2 separate regions of the Mus musculus genome follow, and region 1 is linked to region 2. A link is a contact called in public promoter capture Hi-C data. All regions are on one chromosome and are shown on one strand. Each heading gives the region's core, a stretch centred on a gene start, on an enhancer-like site or on the middle of the called end of the contact. The rest is flanking DNA. Distances are from core to core; before and after follow the strand shown. Region 1 holds the start of Lmtk3 (lemur tyrosine kinase 3). Region 2 holds the start of Mamstr (MEF2 activating motif and SAP domain containing transcriptional regulator).

Evidence for each region. Promoter capture Hi-C pulls out the DNA fragments that hold promoters and counts their contacts.
Region 1: a contact with region 2 is called in a promoter capture Hi-C map of hippocampal neurons, with 1.7 times the contacts expected there. The contact joins the promoter of Lmtk3 here to the promoter of Mamstr in region 2. A contact is called at or near these places in 3 of 39 promoter capture datasets (the 3T3-L1 cell line, hippocampal neurons and pre-B cells) and 6 of 484 Hi-C or Micro-C datasets (the G1E-ER4 cell line, Th1 cells, cerebellum and 2 more).

What each region holds. Positions count from the first base shown.
Region 1 is chr7:45,783,952-45,786,651 of GRCm38.p6, forward strand. It overlaps Lmtk3 (lemur tyrosine kinase 3), which reads left to right and starts at 1,396. Exons shown (of 15, transcript NM_001290990.2): 1 at 1,396-1,730; 2 at 2,500-2,633. The coding sequence starts at 1,655. Gm5897 (predicted gene 5897) reads right to left here and starts at 516. Exons shown (of 2, transcript NR_153811.1): 1 at 1-516.
Region 2 is chr7:45,638,714-45,641,479 of GRCm38.p6, forward strand. Mamstr (MEF2 activating motif and SAP domain containing transcriptional regulator) reads left to right here and starts at 1,264. Exons shown (of 10, transcript NM_172418.2): 1 at 1,264-1,317; 2 at 1,989-2,126. The coding sequence starts at 2,069. Rasip1 (Ras interacting protein 1) reads left to right here. Exons shown (of 12, transcript NM_028544.1): 12 at 1-379. The coding sequence ends at 171. It overlaps A030001D20Rik (RIKEN cDNA A030001D20 gene), which reads right to left and starts at 45. Exons shown (of 2, transcript NR_152217.1): 1 at 1-45.

The sequences.
Region 1 (2,700 bases), core at 146-2,645, 150 kb after region 2:
TCGCCGAGGGCGGCAGTCCGCGCTTCCGGGTGTGTCTGCAGTTCTGTGTGCCGCCGCGTAGGGTGGGACCCCGAGACTGCAGCCTGGCACGTGATGTGTGTGTGTGTGTGTGTCTTGTCTGATGTGTCGGTGTCCCTGACGGCCAGGTTCCAGCCTTACCTCTGCCTATCCCCTGTTCTGTGCATGGGGCAGGTGACTGCCCCTCTCTGTGCCTCAGTTTCCTTACCTATACATTGGGCATGAAAAAAGAACCTGTCTTGGGGGCTGTTGTAATGATTGGAAGGTAATACTGTAAATCTTGGGAAACGCCTGGCGCAGAGTAAATCCTGCCAAGAATAAATACATGAAATAAACTACGCTTATGCATCTTTTGTGCCCATGTGTGTTGATGTCTGTGGTGTGAGACTGCAGTGGATAAGGAGTCCTCATAATCACGTCTAAAGAGTGTGTCCATTCATGCTGTCTATTTAGGTAGGTGGTGTGCCTTTGTGTGTAATACGTGTGCACAGGGCATGTTTGTACCCGTTCTATATTTGTGTTTTTGCATAAGCTATGTAGCTCTGCATGTATGAACCGTGTGTTCCCGTGTGCATGTATGTGATATGCATTTGTCCCTGAAGGTGAGCAATGTGCAAACCCCGTGCCTGCATACATGCATGTGTTGTTTCTGTATGCTCCATATGTGACTGACAAGCCTGTGTCTGTGTGCATGCAACTGGCTTTACGTGTTTGAGTTAGTGATTTCTGTGTGTTCTTTGTTGCCTGTGTGGAATATCAGTTTATGACAGCATGCCTCCTCATGTCCCAAAGGGTCTGAATGGATCTTTGTGATACCTCCCTATGTTTGGAGCTCTGTGTTGTATGTGTGCGTGTGCGTGTGTGTTCATGTGATGCTGGGTATTCCTGTGTGGCTGGGTGAATCTGTACCAACCAGAGTCTGGACTGCCTATGCATTCTCAGTGTGGTCTGTCCCTGTGTCTTTGTGTGTGACGTGTCCTTGTCTCCGTTTGCTGATGGCTGTCCACCTTTGTATGAGAGGCGCTTGTGAAGGTTCCTGTGACATGTCTCAGCTGTGTGTGGGCTGCGTGGGCTTGCTATCTGCATCTTAGCATGTAGCACACGTGTGGGCACCAGTGTTGTGTCACAGTGGTGTCAGGGCCACGCACTGTGGACCCTGCCCCCCTCCAAGGGTCTGTTGGTCTCTGTCTGTCCCTCCTCCCCCTCCCTATTCTCCCCTCCCGCCTGGCAGCCAATGCAACCGGGAACCAGTTGCCATGACAACGCTCCCTCCTTCCTCCTCCCACCCTTCCTCTGACAGGCTCTCTGCTCCCCCAATCCCGATTGTCCTCGGGGGCGGGGCCCTCGTTCTCTCCCCCCCCCATCTTCCCCTCCCCCCTACCCCAGCAACCCCGGCTCCCCAGCTCCTCTCCTCCGTCCGCCTCTCCATCCCTTCATCCGTCTGTCCTTTCGAGGAGGGGGAGGGGGGTATCAGAACCAGTAAGCAACCCCTCCCTCCCCCTGTCCTGCATCTCCCGCCCCTCTCCTGGGCTGAGGGAGGCCAGGGTTGAGCGGGTCCCCATGGCTGGGGGCTGAGGGCCCGCCCCCCCTCCTCCCCAGCCGCCGATTCCTCCACCTCCCTTCCATCCTGGACAAGATGCCTGCACCCGGCGCACTCATCCTCCTGGCGGCCGTCTCCGCCTCCGGCTGCCTGGCGTCCCCAGCGCACCCGGGTGAGTATGTCCAGCCGTCCGCGGCCCGCGCCCCACCCCCACCGGGTCCGCCCGGCACCTGTGCGCAGTCCCTGGGGACCAACGGGTCTGCAGGGCCAGGGAGACCAGCCAGGGCGGGTGGGGAGTGGGCTGCGGGCCGAGTGCGTGCTTGTGAGCGTGCATGTGAGCTCATGTGCACGCGAGTGCACACGGGTGCGCGGGGAGATGGAAGGCCGCGGCCTTTGGGAAAGAGAGAGACCCTATTTCTAAGGGGAACACAGCTGAGGCTTTGCAGAGACCCCTCCCTCAGGTCTGAGGCTGAGGCTAGAGAACAAGTCTGTGTTCCCTGTGTCTTTAAAAGAAACAGTTCTCAGTCACCCTTCAGGCGTGGGGTGGGCAGTGCGTTCAGCTCGGGGCAAATATCTGCCAACAGCCTGCTATTGGGGGAATGATGGTCATGAAGCTGTCTATGGTAGCATATTGTAAATTCTCAGAGCTCCAGGCCTCACTATTGCTGGTCACTGGAATGTATCCGGGTTACGGGATGCGTTTGGGGTGGGGGGTGGGTCCCAGTTTGAAACGATAGGAGGGACCCCACCCCCAACCACCTGGGAAGACCTTAAACTACAACTCCCACAATACGTTAGACCACCTGGCTCCCCTGCCAAGGAGCCCCTGGATTCGGAGCATCATGGGGGTTGTAGTCCAAGACTAGCCTAGGATGGGAGGGGCATGAGTCCGGTAGCCAGTGTCTTGAAGCCCAGACCCCAGCCTAGCCTTATGCCCACAGATGGATTCGCTCTGAGCCGGGCCCCTTTGGCTCCGCCCTACGCTGTGGTCCTCATTTCCTGTTCGGGTCTGCTGGCCTTCATCTTTCTCCTCCTTACCTGTCTGTGTTGCAAACGGGGTGATGTTCGTTTCAAGGTGAGGTGCCCTAGGACTAACCTGGGAGAAAGACCCCAGGCAGCAAAGAGACTGGAGGTCCCAGAGC
Region 2 (2,766 bases), core at 14-2,513:
CCTCCGCTCATCCTGCCCCTGGGCAGCTCACGCCTGCGCCTCACCGGCCCTGTGACAGATGACGCATTGCATAGAGAACTGCGCAGGCTCCGTCGCCTCCTCTGGGATCTTGAACAGCAGGAGCTGCCAGCCAATCATCGCCATGGACCCCCGGTGGCTTCGACACCTTGAAAACCAATGAGAAAGGAACGCGCGCAGCTTGAAACTGCATCGCTTCTTAAAAGGGAGCCCGCCTGGGCGTAGAGCATTTTGGGAGTTGTAGTTTTCCCTGCGTAGACGGCTGAGAGTTTGAGTTGTTGGGTTGGTAGACGATGGGACAGTGGGAAGATGGGCTTGGGATGTGAATGCCAAGAAGTAATAAAAATATCTGTGGTATTGACCTCACTTGTCAAGATTTGGGGGCCTTAGCAAAGATTTTTTTTTAAGGTGCCAGGGACTGTGCTTGGAACGTTGGGCGTCTGCCGAGTTTGGGGAGATATTTCTAGCCATGGCCTCAGCTTGCCCTCTAGCACGAAATGTGACCCTGTAGTACTGAGCACTGTCACACAACTCGGAACACAGCCTGGACCATGTTCTTCTGAATATCAGACCCCATGTACTACCAGTGAGAACAGGTCATCACCATCTCCCTCTTACCTACAAAGTCCAAACTTTAGCTTTCTCCCCCCAGTCCTTCCGATGCTGTCTGCCTACTGTGCACACCGCTGACTTCCAACACCCAGCACCTCTCGGGTACTAGTCCTATTCCATCAGATCCAAGAATGCAAACCTCAGCTCTCCTCTCCCATACCAGAGGCCTAAGACTCCGTCCACCACCCTCAGACCCAGAGTCCTGACTTCTGCCCCCTTCCTTTTTAGAACTAGGAGTCTGGGCCTCATGTTTGAACTTTCCCCTCCTCTGAACTTGACTCCTACTGCTGTGTCAGGAAAAAAAGAACCAACAGGTGGCACCTGCCGGCAGGGTCTGAACACGACCACCTGCCGCTGTTGCTCACCCGGGTCCCTCTCTCTGCACCTGCTCCTGTCTGTCGCCAGTGACCGCTCCACCCAACCCACAGCTCGGGACTCGGGGGAGGAGATAGTAAGGGAACCCTCGAAGTGAGCCAGGCCGGTCCTCACGGCGTGTGTGTCCCGCCCCTTTTCTGGGTCCTTGCAGGGCTTCTGATCCAAGGCTCGCTCTCTTGACTCCCACTCGCCCTAGAAAGGGGAGTCGAGGGCGGCCCAAGGCTTGTGGGGTGGAGCCTAAGGTCTCCAGCCTAATCCGGGAGACTCCACCCGCTTCAAGGCACAGCTGAGTAGCTGAGAGGAGCCTACCTGGTGAGAAGCCCCTGGGGTAGATATGGGGATTTTTTTTTTTCATTTTACCCTTCATTCTCCGTTCTGGTTCCCCCTTCTGGTCCCAATATCTTTCCCACAGAGCCCCGTGCATGACACTCAACCCATTCTGTTTCAGGGACCCCTATGTTTCCCAGACACTTGTCATATTCTTTGATTCCCGTCTGTCCTAGAATCTTCGATTCTAGTCCCTAACAGCATGCAGTTCTCGTCCTTAATCTCCTCCTCCTTCAGGGTTCAGACTCCAGACGACTGCTTCCTGCACTTTCAAAGGCCCAGAACTCCAGATTCCAATGCTCTCCCTCTTAGATGCAGGAGCCCATGACGCAGGTCCTTCCTGTACCGCCAAGATCCAGGGATTTAGACCCAGCCCTTTTGCTTCCGACTCAGAACTCCAGGCCCAAAGCCTTCTACAGACACAGCAGTCCATGCCCAAGTACTTCTCCCTCCAGCCAGAACTCCAGGCCGCAACCTTTCTTCAGTCCTAGGGCTCCAGGCCCCAGCCCGTGTCTCTCACACCCGGAGGTTCAGGACCAGCCCTCCTTTCTCAGACCCAAGGGCCCAGAGACCAGTCATCCCCCAAAAGAGCTGATCTGGCCCAGTACTTTTGTCTCTAACCTTTCACACTGTCTCCAAAATTCCCCCAATGGCAGCCTCCCGTCATCCACTTTGACCCTGCCGCGCTCTGGTGGCTCTGGCTTCCTCTGTCCAGGTCTCCACCTCAGCCTTGGCAATGACCCTGGCAGCCTCCTCCCAGCGCTCCCAAATCATCCGTTCCAAGTTCCGCTCTGGTGAGAGGTTGCTTGTCTCTATGCATGTGGGGAGGGGTCCCGGAGCCAGGGCCCAGGGTCCCAGTAACATGATTCTCTGGCATGCGTGAATCGACCAGTGGTGTTCACATACAATGTCACTTGTGCTATGGAGTGGAGTAGTAGATGAATGTGCACATGGCTTGCTAAGCCATAGGTGGTGACACCCAAGAGTGCATATGTTGCAAAGGACTTAAACTGACCTGTAGGCAAAGCAGAGGAGCAAACTGAGACCTGAAGTGCATGTGTGTGTGGCAGGGGGACCAAGAGCTATCAAGCCTTGAAAATGTCATTAGCCAGGATTTGTTGCCAATGCAAAGAGTTCTGAACACTCAGAGAGGAGCAGAAATGTGCACTGGAAACTCTTTGCCCCCAAACTGAGGGTCAAGTCTTGAACATGTGAGTGACATTCCTGTGGGTGCATGCCAGCAAGAGTAAGTTGGGGTGGGAAGTCATGTAAAGTTGTAGTGCAAACTAGAGTCCAGAGAGATTTGAGCTCCAGGGTTTAGTTTGCAGGGTGCTGGCTGTGGGGAATTCGAGGGGCAAAGGGGTGCGTGGATAAAAGGAAGTGAGAGGTTGATGAGTCAGGTTGGCAAGATGGCGACTGTGCCAGGGTGGTCAC